Linked DNA regions of Mus musculus: region 2 is linked to region 1. Evidence: chromatin contacts called from public Hi-C data. All regions are on one chromosome and are shown on one strand. Each heading gives the region's core, a stretch centred on a gene start, on an enhancer-like site or on the middle of the called end of the contact. The rest is flanking DNA. Distances are from core to core; before and after follow the strand shown. Region 1 holds the start of Fbxo44 (F-box protein 44). Region 2 holds the start of Slc35e2 (solute carrier family 35, member E2).

Region 1 (5,808 bases), core at 2,229-4,728:
TTGGGGAATTCCTTTCGCTGGTCTTTAGAGAGATCCTCTACCTTCCATTCATCGCCTCCGTTCACGTCCAGGCTCCAGAACTCAAATCCCTCTGTGGAGAGAGCAGAGTCTACCATGCAGGAGGCCCCTCAGGACAGCGTCTCGGAGCATCCCTGCCTCCTACTCAGAGCTGGGACCTCTAAGCTGCCCTACAGCCCGTGTGTTGTAGGTAGTGCACTGGATGCTTCTGTGTGCCATGAGCATAGGTAAGAGACTCCCCGTTGAGCATCCTGGATGACCGGACTCCCTCTCTAATGGAGAGTGTTCTGGCAGACAGACTTGAATCTCGTTCAACTCCAGTAGCAATGGGCTGTGTGGCTATAGATGTGTTACTCTCCTTCTCTAGCCTTGGTCCCTTTGCCAGCTACCATCAAGCATAGAGGTTAAATTCTGGTTGCGTACACCTGCCATCCCAGCAGGCCGAGGCAGGAGAATTGCAGTGAGTTCAAGGTCAGTCTAGGCTACAGCGTGAGTACCAGGTCACACAGGGCAATATAGCAAGACTCTGTCTCAAAAACAACAAGGCCAGCAAATGCCTCACAGGTAAAGGCCCTTGCCCCCATGCCTGATGGCCTGAGGCGAGTAACTGAGGATCCCATACCTGTGCAGCAGCATGTACAGCCCCCGCCCCCCATGACCTAACACATAAATAAATGTTGAGAGGAAAGGCTGGAGGGGGGGCTTTCTGCAGAGTGCCATAATATCTTAGGGTTGGAGGCTATACATTTTTCTATTTTTATAATCCTTTAAAAAGTTAACTCAGCTGGGCATTGGTGGCGCACGCCTTTAATCCCAGCACTTGGGAGGCAGAGGCAGGTGGATTTCTGAGTTCGAGGCCAGCCTGGTCTACAGAGAGAGTTCGAGGACAGCCAGGGCTACATAGAGAAACCCTGTCTCGAAAAAACAAAAACAAAAAAAACAAACAAAAGGAACTAAAATGTTAACTCAGATGGGCAGAGACAGGAGGGTCTCTACCAGTTCAACAAGGTCAGCTTGGTCTACATGGTGAGTTCCAGGACAGCCATGGCTACCTTTAGTGTAATAATAGAGAGAGCCTGCGTTGTGGTGCTTACCAAACAAAGCAAATCAAACCATAAAACTCTTCTTAATCTGTTGGGTTGGTTTGGGATGTAGTCTGCCTAGCATTGTATAACAGCATGGCTGGGGGTGGGGGTGGGGTAGGGGTGGGGCGGGGGTGGGGCGGGGGTGGGGGTAGGGTGGGGCGGGCAGGCAGTGAGGGGTGGGTCTGGGCTGCCTAGACTAACACCCTCACCACTTTTCTTGATGTTTGACCATGTGACAGGAGACATGGTCCTTCCTATATTGTAGCTTATTCTCAGGCTACAGCACAGCCTGGGCTTTAGGGCATCCAGATGACCAGAAGATAATCTGTTCTTGAACCAGAATGCGAGGGAGACTTCATTGCTCCTTCATCCATTGGCAAGGCCCCTTCTGGAACAGTCTGTAGGTTTAACCTGGGGTCTGTGAGGCCTCATTTCTTTTCCTAGGAAAGATTTTAGGAGAAGCTAGCCTCAGATTCATGATCCTCATGCACCAGTCTCCTGAGTGGTAGGATTACAGGTATCAGCACCATTACCAACTAAGGGTAACTGGTTTGCTTTGAGTCAGAACCTCATGTAGCCCAGACTAGCCTGTAACAGATGGCCTTCAACTCCCTATCTTCTTGTGTAGTGTGTGTGTACCTTGACCTCAGTGTACCTATTTGAAAAGTGGGTGCGTCACTAGTCCCTGCATCTAAGAATTATTTTGAGAGGAATAAAGGCCGTAATATAGCTAAAGGGCTCACAGCCAGTGTTTAGGACGCATACTGTGGTCATCTAATAGAGCATGGGTCCTGTTGAGGCATACTCTCCGCACCCACCTTCAGCACAAGGGTTGTGAAGGAGGTTCCTCTGGAGGCTGCGCAGGAAGTAGAAGATCTTCCAGTCAGCCACAGGCTGGTCCCAGTCCTCGGTGATGAAGCCCTCTTGAAGGCACTTGCGCTTCCAGAGTGTAACCAGGTCAATGAGGTCTCGCCAGAGGCTGCAGACCGGTCGGCAGCGCAGCAGCAGTTGGCGAGCTGGGATGTGGATGAACAGTTCCAGCAGGATGTTCTCTGGCAGCTCGTTGATGTTGCCTACTGCCATGGTGGCGTCTCCTAGCCAGCTCCTGTGGGTATTGGAGAGCCGTGCTATACACCGAGCCTTCTCCCTGGCGAGTGGCAATCCCAGCACCCAGGGATAGAGAGATTCCCAACTCTGCGGGGGGCCACAGAGTTGCTGTGCTGTTCTGACCTTCTGTTTCCACAGTAAACGGGACGAGGGGCTGGGGCATGGTAGTTCCCTCCTGGGTCACTAGAAGCTCAAGGTGCATGGGCCGGGGAGTTGCTTAATAAACCATGAGATCTGATTTCCCCCAACCCGGGCACCTAAGAACAGCCTCTAAGGACGCCCAGGGACCTTCCCAAGGTCACACAAACAGGAGAGGAGGGGAGGCAGCTCCGGCTCTCACTGAAGGTAGAGCCAGCCATTTTCAATAGGCCAGCAGTCTTTTAAGAGGAGGGTAACAATGGGAGGCCTTGTGAGCCCTCCAGCTTGCCACTCTTCATTTCCTCCCCATCCCCCACACGGGGAAAGGGACAGAGATGATGATCGGGGGTTATCACTGGCCCTCAGGACCGGTCACGGAGTACAAAGGGCTCAGTGACGTTCTTAAGATCTCAGAGAATATGACCCGTTTACCTGAGCCTGAGGAAAGATGTACGAGTGGAAAAGAGCCTTCCTATCTCCCTCCCGCACCCCCCCCACCCGCCCCGGCCCCCTGCAGTCTCCCATTTATGCTTGGCTCTAAAACGGGCTACCTTGCTCAAGACCAGATTCAGATCTCTGAGCACCGATGGCGTCCATAGCCCAGTTCTTCGAAGCCTCACAGTACAGTGGGGGGAGGGGAGGGGAGAAAGCCTGAGGCCTGGGCCTTAAAGGCGCTAGGCCCTCATGATCGCAGAGCGCGCGCGCCCCCCCCCTCCCCTCTAGGTCTCTGCCCACTGTGCCTCAGTCCCCGAACTGGGCGCTCCCCCTCCCGCAGTCACCTGCGATCCGTCGCGCTGAGCGATCCTGCCAGGCCGTGGGGCTGTACAGCCCGAGCCTGCGTGGCCCGGAAGGCAGACCTGCCTACTGCCCGCCAAACGTCTCCTTGCTGGGGCGCTCACTGCTCCCCTCCTTCTGTCACCTGCTCTTAGCCGGGTTACGTTGGAGAACAGCACCCAAGACACAGCCCCGCCTACTACTCATCAGACCCCGCCCCATCCCCATCCCACAACACTGGCCCCTCTCCCTCCCCATTCTCCTTGTCAACTACTTTTGGTCGCGCTGCGCCATACCCTTGGATCCTGGGGATGAGCCTTACGGACCAATGGAGGCCCGGGGTGCGACCCGCCCACTGTTTGTCAGACCACGCCCCACGCCCCACCCCATTTTCTCCGTCACCAGCTTTTAGTCCGGCTGCCCCACAACGCTGGGTACTGGAACTGCGCCTTTCTGCCAGAGTTGGTTCACGATGCGGCCCCGCCCACTGCCCTCAAGGCCCCGCCCACCATTCCTTCAGGCCCCGCCTCACCCGCGCACTCCCCGGATTCGCCCCCATCACAGCGTAGGAAAATTACCTGGGGGGTTGGGGAGGAGGAAAGCTCCGATACCCCCAACTCCACTGGGCTCGGCGCCAGCACCCTCTACTCCCCAGTAGTCCGACTCCATATGTCCTCCTGCAGTCATCCTCCAGGCACACTAGAAGCCCACCCATTCTGTAGCTGTCCCTGCCCCTCTCCAGTCCCAGGCTCCTCCCGGAAGCCGCACCTTGGGTTACGGGGCGGGGGGTGGGGGTGGGGGGGTACAGGACTCCCAGCCCTTAGCCGGGGGCCAGAGGCGGGGCGCACGGGGCCTTTAAGAGGCGCGGCGGCGCGGGCCCGGCTGACGCGGGCAGCTCCAGGACTCGCCACCCGCAGCGCTCAGGCTCTTCTCTCTTGACAGCACCGCAGCGATGGATGGAGATGGTGATCCAGGTATCCGCTGCTGGCCCCGCTAGATACAGACTCGGGAGACAGGGCGGACCAGCGCCGCAGAAGGCGCTCAAACTTTCGCGCCAGGAAAACCCTAGAGATAGTCTAGGGAGCAGGTTTCTGCCTGGTGTCGTGGTGTGGAGGGAGGAGGACGCCTGGGTCTCCAAAATGGCATCGGAGGACTCTGGCATCTCAGGCTCCAGACTTCCTGGGGTTTGAGAGCCGGGTTCTTGCAAGCTTTTGCTTCCATGAACTTCTTCCATTTGCTAGCGCTGCCCTCCCTGCCTCTTGAGCCTCCGGAGTCCCCGCGGGGTCCTAGGGTTTACAAACTTTATCCTGCCTCCATCCTAGCTTCCTGAGGGACTCCCTTCTCTGGAGGGGCCGTCTTGTATTGGAGTAGCGGGGCTGTTCCGTGGGAACCAGGCTAGGGGTGAGGAAGGCTGCTTTTGGCAGAAGCTCTGGGTCCTCAAGGATTGCCCAGTCATCTTTTCTGGCACCAAAGACCCCACCCCTTCTGCCCTCCGGCTCCCTGCTGGGCCTGTAGGGGGCTGCTTGCTGAGTCAGACCTGCCTGCCTTGACTCTTATCCCTTCCTCACTAACTATGCTCAGCTCGGAGTGTTCACTCTTTAGGGGAGGAGGTGAGGGAACAGAGGTGGCCAGTCTTCCCTCCTACTCCCAAGTCCTCACTCTCAGTCGGTGCCTGGCTTCAACATCATCCACAGGGCCCCAGAATAGGCTACCGTTTTCTTCCTGCTCCCAGGAAGTCCCTGGGCTCAGGGGCCCAATCCAGGTGAGTGAGTCAGCTTGGGGTCAGCATCCATGGCTAGATAACTTTCCTACAGCAACAATGTGGCAAGTTGTGTGCAAGGGAGCAGGTGGGGGGGGCTGTAATCCGATCTGGGGCCTCAATGCCAGGCCTAGGGGCCAGGAGAGAGGACTGGGTGAGGTGCACCTTTCCGGGGAGCATCAGGTATCTGCTGGGGCCAGGGCAGGGCTGGGTGATGGTAGAGAGGTGAGGACGTTGGGCCCAGCTCTCCAGAGCTGTTGGAAGCAGGACAGACAATTGTTTTTCCTTCTGCTTGATGATGTCCTGTGGTGGAACCTGGAAGAAATGCTAGGACCCTCTGCACCCGTTTTCTCATTGCCAATGAAGGAGTAAACCCCTACATATGAAAATGTGACCAAAACACATCAGAAATGTGGGGAAAGTACGCTGTCTGTCTGTCTGTCTGTCTGTCTGTCTGTCTGTCTGTCTGTCTCTCTGTGTGTGTGTGTGTGTGTGTGTATACAATTCACCATGGCTGATGGAGGACTCACTGTGTGCTCTAAAGAGAGGGGAAATCCCGAGTCAGCTTTCCAGTGTCTGACAGTGTAGATGCTATTGACTGCATCCCCTTAGAAGAGGTTTAGGGAACGGGCCACCTGTCCCTCCCCTGCCCCAGGCCTGCTCCCTTATTTCCTTGGCTTCTTGGGGTCAGACCAGTCTTCAGGGACTCTGAGAGAGATGGCCTCCATTACACAGGGTGGCTGGGTCCCCTCCCCACTGGCCCTCTCTCCTTTAGAGATACTGCCCACTCAGTGTCTGCTTACTCAAGGTTTCTTCTTCGGTGGCCCAGATGAGGCGCGCTGAGATCCAAGAGATACACAGCTGCCCACAGCAGCCTGGGTATTCAGTGGGCTGACCTGGAGAACCCAGCCTGGGAGGCAGTGCTTT
Region 2 (5,855 bases), core at 2,999-5,498, 7.4 Mb after region 1:
TTATATGCACTGTGTTAAGATGAGTCTCTGTCCTTCCCTGCCTGCCAAATATACATTATGATTAGATAAAATAAAAAGCTGATGTCCTATAGCAAAGACAGGAGGTAGAACTTGGGTATTCTGAGACGAGACGGGAACTCTAGGAAAGAGGCAGTTAGGCAAAAGGTTCACCATCTGGACTCAGAAGAAGTTGAACTTATGAAACTGAAGCTAGGTAGCCAGCCATGTGGTAGACTTAGGTTAGTATAAACCAGTTAAATTAAGTGATAGTTTGGGAACAGACCTCGTTTAAGGCCTAGGGATAAATACATTTCCTAGGAATGAAAAAGTTTCCATTTCCTTTTTCTGGAGCGGGGTCAGGCTTAGAAAACCCAAATAGGCTGGGCATGGTGGTGCACACCGTTAATCCCAGCACTCAGGAGGCAGAGGCAGAGGCAGGCAGATTTCTGAGTTCGAGCACTTGGGAGATTAGAGACAGGGTGATCAGGAGTTCAAAGCCATCCTCAGATATATAGAAACTTCAAGAACAATTCTGAGTTATATAAGAACCATTTGCCAAAACACCTAAAAAAGAAAATTGTGGTTGCCAATGGGAGACATCTACCAGGTAAAATTTGGATTAGTTGGAAAATTAAAGGCAACAAAACTGATACACCTTTTAAATTTAGTTACTAAAATTCGGAGACACAAATATATCTGTGTGATTTCCTGACATAGCTTGACATGATAACAGACTAATGAAGAACACTGGAGTATTAGGCTGTGTTCTATACTAAGCACAAATGAGGAACATCACCCTCCTTGAGGGCTGCCTCTGATTCAGGTCAGAAGTCTAACTCTAAGTCTTTCACCTGACCCCATCCCCCACCCTTGGGCCTACAATGTTTTCTTAGACTCAACTGGGTGGTCGGTCATGTATGTCCCTTCCAGCCCGCTTCACCCACCTTCCCTTCAGAGCAGCCCGTGTTCTCACAGCTCCTGTGGGACAGCTTGGCTTCTGTGACTCCAATACTTTCCTGGGGATGAGGACATCCCTCAAGCTCCGTTTCTGACCTTACCTTCCAGCCTGCAAAAAAATAGCCCTGGTACCAAGTCTCTCTTCCAGCTTAGCCAGGCCAATCCCCCATTGAGTGCAGTGATCCAGGAATGGCTTGGGTCTTCCCCTGGTCCTCCCTGAGTCCTCAGGATGCCCTGGACTCATCCATGGGAACAGTGTCTTCCATCCCCTCATTCTTCCTTTTAGAAGACCTCTAGCCTCTCCACCTGACACCCAATCGGAAGGGCCCTCCCTCAATATCTAATCGATCCAAAGGGCCACTCAAGGGCACCCTAGATTCTAATACTATTCGGCACTTTTACAAGTACTGTGAGCCATCAGGAAAATGGAAAGGTAGTCCCTATTTCTCTTTTTTCAGCTCCGAGCCCTGTTTGTTTTTGTCTCCCCAGCACACACACAAATGCTACAAACGTTCTGTCTTTTAAGTCGCCATTGATGGATCTGTGTTTGTTACACGTGGGAGCCCAGAGCTTGACCATAGGGAGAGAAAGCAAAAGGAGCAGGGAAACTGAAGCATGCCCCGCCCCGCCCCGGCTCCGCCCCGCCCCGGCTCCGCCCCGCCCCGGCTCCGCCCCGCCCCGCCCCGCCCCGCCCCGGCTCCTGGCTAGCTGGTGTGTCTCTCAGCTCCTTCCTGCAGCATCTTAGTCTATAGCCAGGACTCAGAAGTTTCTTTTCTACAGGCGTTCTTTGTTCTTAGCTTAATGGATTCAGTTCTACAGGGATCCAGGTGTCTTTAGGTATGAGTGGCATTAAACTGTTGTTTTGTGCTGTCCAGTGACAATTAAAAGCTGGTCCTGGGGTGCTAGAGAGATGCCTCAGCAGTTAAGAGCACTGGTTGCTCTTCCATAGGTCCTGAGTTCAATCCCCCCCCAACTACATTATGGCTCACAACTTTTGCTAAGGTATAAAGCTTACCTCAAGATTTGTAAAACTATTGTGTAAAATGTCCATAATCAAGATTTGTAAGCGTATTGGCTAAGATTAAAACTCTACAAAGTTTTCAGGATGTAAAGTAATTAAGTGAAAGAGTAAAATTAAAAGGTAAAAAAACTCTGTAAAATCTGTCACACAGGAAGAGTCACACAGGAAGTAGAAGGAGGGACATTCAGTTTGAAGAAGGTTTATTGAGAGAGGGGTATTGTTGGTGGGAAACAGCCTTGAGGCAGAAGGCAACTGGGTGCTTTCTCTGATTCTGAGCCGGCAGGCATCTGGTTCCTGAGTCTTCATTGGTAGACTCAAATGACTAAGATTTTACTGTCTAACAACAGTAAGAGGTTTATCCACAGGCATGGCTAAAATTAATTAATTCAAAATCAAATGTGTAATGAACGGAGAGCTCACCTATGTTTTTATTGTACAAGCTCCCTGAATCCTTTTTTTTTTTTTTTTTTACAGAAACTGGCACACTTTACATTGTGCATGAAGTCATACCAAATAACACCAACCAATCATTGCTGCAAGAACACCTCAGCTCCCATAAGAGAACACCAATTTATGAGCAGCAGTGTTTCCTAGCGTACATATGTTTTTTTGCTTTTAGAAGCACAATGTTTTAATTATAGAAAGCAAGGACTCTTGATATTTTCCTACTGCTTATTAGTAGGTTTTAGGATTGTATTGTCAGGATCACTTTAAAAATTACTAGTTGAGGGCTGGAGAGATGACTCAGTGGTTAAGAGCACTGACTGCTATTCTGAAGGTACCGAGTTCAAATCCCAGCAACCACATGGTAGTTCACACCCATCCAAAATGAGATCTGATGCCCTCTTCTGGGGTGTCTGAAGACAGCTACAGTGTACTTACACATAATAAATAATTAAATTTAAAAAAATTACTAGTTGAACCAGGCATAGTAACACATGCTTGTCATCTGAGCACTGTGGGGTAAGAGCAAGGTCAGGGTCAGCCCTGGCTGTACATCAAATCCGAAGCCAGCCAGGGATACACCAGCCCTGTCTCAAAACAAAACAAATACAAAACAACAATGACCAAATAAAACAACTCAATTAAAAAATGCTTACATAGGTGCGCATAATTCCAGAGTGTGAGAGGCAGAGATGTCTATTTCTGTGAGTTCAAGACTAGCCTGATGTACACAGTGAGTTCCAGGCCAGACAGGGGTACATAGTGAGACACTATCTTTTTTTTTTTTTTTTTTTTTTTCGAGACAGGGTTTCTCTGTGTAGCTCTGGCTGTCCTAGAACTCACTTTGTAGACCAGGCTGGCCTCGAACTCAGAAATTCCCCTGCCTCTGCCTCCTGAGTGCTGGGATTAAAGGTGTGTGCCACCATGCCGGCTCAGTGAGACACTATCTTAAAAGACAAAAACAAACAAAGGAAAGAACCCAACAACAACAAAATTCTTGCGTAAGTTTCTGAGTTGAGTTTCATTTTTAAAAATCGTTAAAACTTGGCTTGTGGTTAGGACAGAATTTCCAACTGATACGGTTCTAAAACATACGTCAATTCAACAAAATCAAACACACTTTGGTTTTGATAAAATCAAAACATCAACTCTGAAAAATGCTGAAGATACTCTATGTCCAGTGGTATGGGATATTCAGTCAAGATTTAATGATCTGTGCGAAAATTTAAAAAGCACATCTTCTCATTCGTAAGCCAGTTTGCCTTTGCTTTTAAGTGGTAAAACTGCACTGTGCCATTGTGTTCTAAAGACTTGTTTTTTGTTTGCTGAGACAGGGTCTCTCTACATAGACCTGGTTGTCCAGGAACTCACTAAGTGGACCAGGCTGGTCTCCGGCACCGGGCAAAGAATTGTTTTAAGATAGACTTAAGGTTGATTATCAGTAAACGTTTGATTTGCATATGGAAAGGGTTTTCTAGTGGAAAAGGTTTAAGAAGCTCCAACTCACTGTGCGAGATCTGAAGGAGAAACCTTACTAGTTTTCAAACAACCAAGAAAAAAACAAAGGAAGGTTTCACCAAAAGCAGAGCTGAGGCAAGGCACAACCTCAAACCTCTCCACAAAATGACCTTCAGGGATAAAAGGGGCCAGGAAGCATCTCACAGCCGGCGGCTACTTGGGGAGATCAGGCGACAGAGCAAGCGTCCTGCAGGAAGGCGGGGCCTCTGAGGCTCGACCAATGAGCGCCCCGTCGCTATGCTGCTGGCCCCGCCCCCATGGTGCTGACCCCGCCCCCATCCCGGCAGCGTCCAAGACTCGGAGAGCACGGGGGTTCCTCGCACGTTCGCCACTGAGCGCTTCTCGTCTTGTGACTTTCTGGTCAGATTTTAGGATCCTTGAAATCAAGCCCCTGGGTCTGACCTAGAGGGCGGCACCTTCGCGGCCTCAGAGGATTGGCTCCTTCACCTTGGTCTCGGTGGAACGTTCCGGAATGTACCACAGGCCAGAGGAGCGACACCTGCACGCTGGCCCAGCATGGCGGACCCCGCAGAGGTGGGACGCTCCGGAGGCGCCCACAGGAGGCCGCAAGGCGGTGCTGTGGCCCCGCATCGTCGCCCGCCCCGTGGTTTGCGGTGGGCCGCTACGGAAGGTGCGAACGCGCCGTGAGGGTGTCCTGGCTCCCCGTGGTGGGCCGCGGTGGAACGTTCTGGAAGGTGCCATTGTGTGCCTGTGTGGAGTGTGTCCTTCCCCCCCCCCCCGTAACAGCTTCCGGTGCGTCACGTCCGGCTCTCTCCCCGCCCACCCGTGTGTGTGTCCCAAATCTAAACCCTTAGGAGGGCTGTGGGAGGGCTCGCGGCTCTCGCCCTTGACTCTGGACCGCTCTGCCTAAAGCTGCTCGGCCCCGAGGCGGGCGCGGGCTGCATCTTCCGTGGGCGTGGGCTGAGGCTCTGCATAAACTCCAGTGGCAGCCCCAGAACTGAACCCCATCGGGGGCCGGGGGCATCCCGTCCTGGAGTCAGCCCGGGTTGGCACCGGGCGCGCAGGTGGCGGGCTTCGCCGGGCTGGACGCACAGGTAGGGTGGGGACAGTGATGGGCACCGGGGCGGGGGGATCGCGGGCGGGCTGTGACTGCAGCAGGCGCCGGAAAGGAAGCGATACCCAATGACAGGTGCAGGCACCCTGTCATCTGTCGGCGTGTACTGATTTTGCCTCCCCAAACGTCTTATTTTGTGCCGTGGAATGGGCGACTCAGCCAGGTCCCAAGCCTCAACTTTATTTTAGCCTGCCAGCGGTTTTTCTCCAACCGGTACTTTTCAGGCATGAAACAGGCTCTTTGCAGCATTGATGTTTTGAACCCTTGAAATGCAAAATAAAACAAAAAGTAAAACTGCAGACTGGGGGTGGGGGTGGGGGGGCCCTTGTTCAGTGTTTGTCTAGTCGCCCGCTCATGGGATGAATGTACTCTATTAAAAAAAACTGGAAAATAATTTTTTGTGCTTTTTTTTCTTTTTCTTTTTTCTTTTAAGACAGGATCTTTACAGGGTAGCCCAGTCTGGCCTTAAACTTGTGACCCTCCTGCCTCATCCTCTCAGTACCGCAATTATGGGACTGTACTACAAGTATCCCTGGTTGCAGAGCACATTTGAAAGCACACCGAGAGAATTTTAAATAGCAAAAGAAGGCCCATTAAGTGAAGAGATAGGAAGGCTTTTATATTAAAGTGATTCATTTCCAGTGCAGAAGATGGAGAGACAGAACAACATGAAGGACCTGTCCACAAGATGGAGATCCTGTGGCTGGTAATGTGGATGTCCCCAACTGTTTATGTCTTAATCTGAGCACACCACACCAGTGATCCTGAAAAGATCCATTCTTCAGAAGTGATAAACACTATCATAAAGCCACAGGGTGCAATGTGCTACTTTAGTCAGGA

What was found. A called contact is a pair of places that touch in the nucleus more often than the background predicts.
Region 2: a Hi-C map of B cells shows a contact between it and region 1, with 5 read pairs. The contact joins the promoter of Slc35e2 here to the promoter of Fbxo44 in region 1.

Annotation. Positions count from the first base shown.
Region 1 is chr4:148,156,616-148,162,423 of GRCm38.p6, forward strand. It overlaps Fbxo44 (F-box protein 44), which reads right to left and starts at 3,479. Exons shown (of 6, transcript NM_173401.5): 1 at 3,128-3,479; 2 at 1,922-2,208; 3 at 1-91. The coding sequence starts at 2,186. It overlaps Fbxo2 (F-box protein 2), which reads left to right and starts at 4,053. Exons shown (of 6, transcript NM_176848.1): 1 at 4,053-4,096. The coding sequence starts at 4,075.
Region 2 is chr4:155,597,168-155,603,022 of GRCm38.p6, forward strand. It overlaps Slc35e2 (solute carrier family 35, member E2), which reads left to right and starts at 4,249. Exons shown (of 9, transcript NM_177186.4): 1 at 4,249-4,571.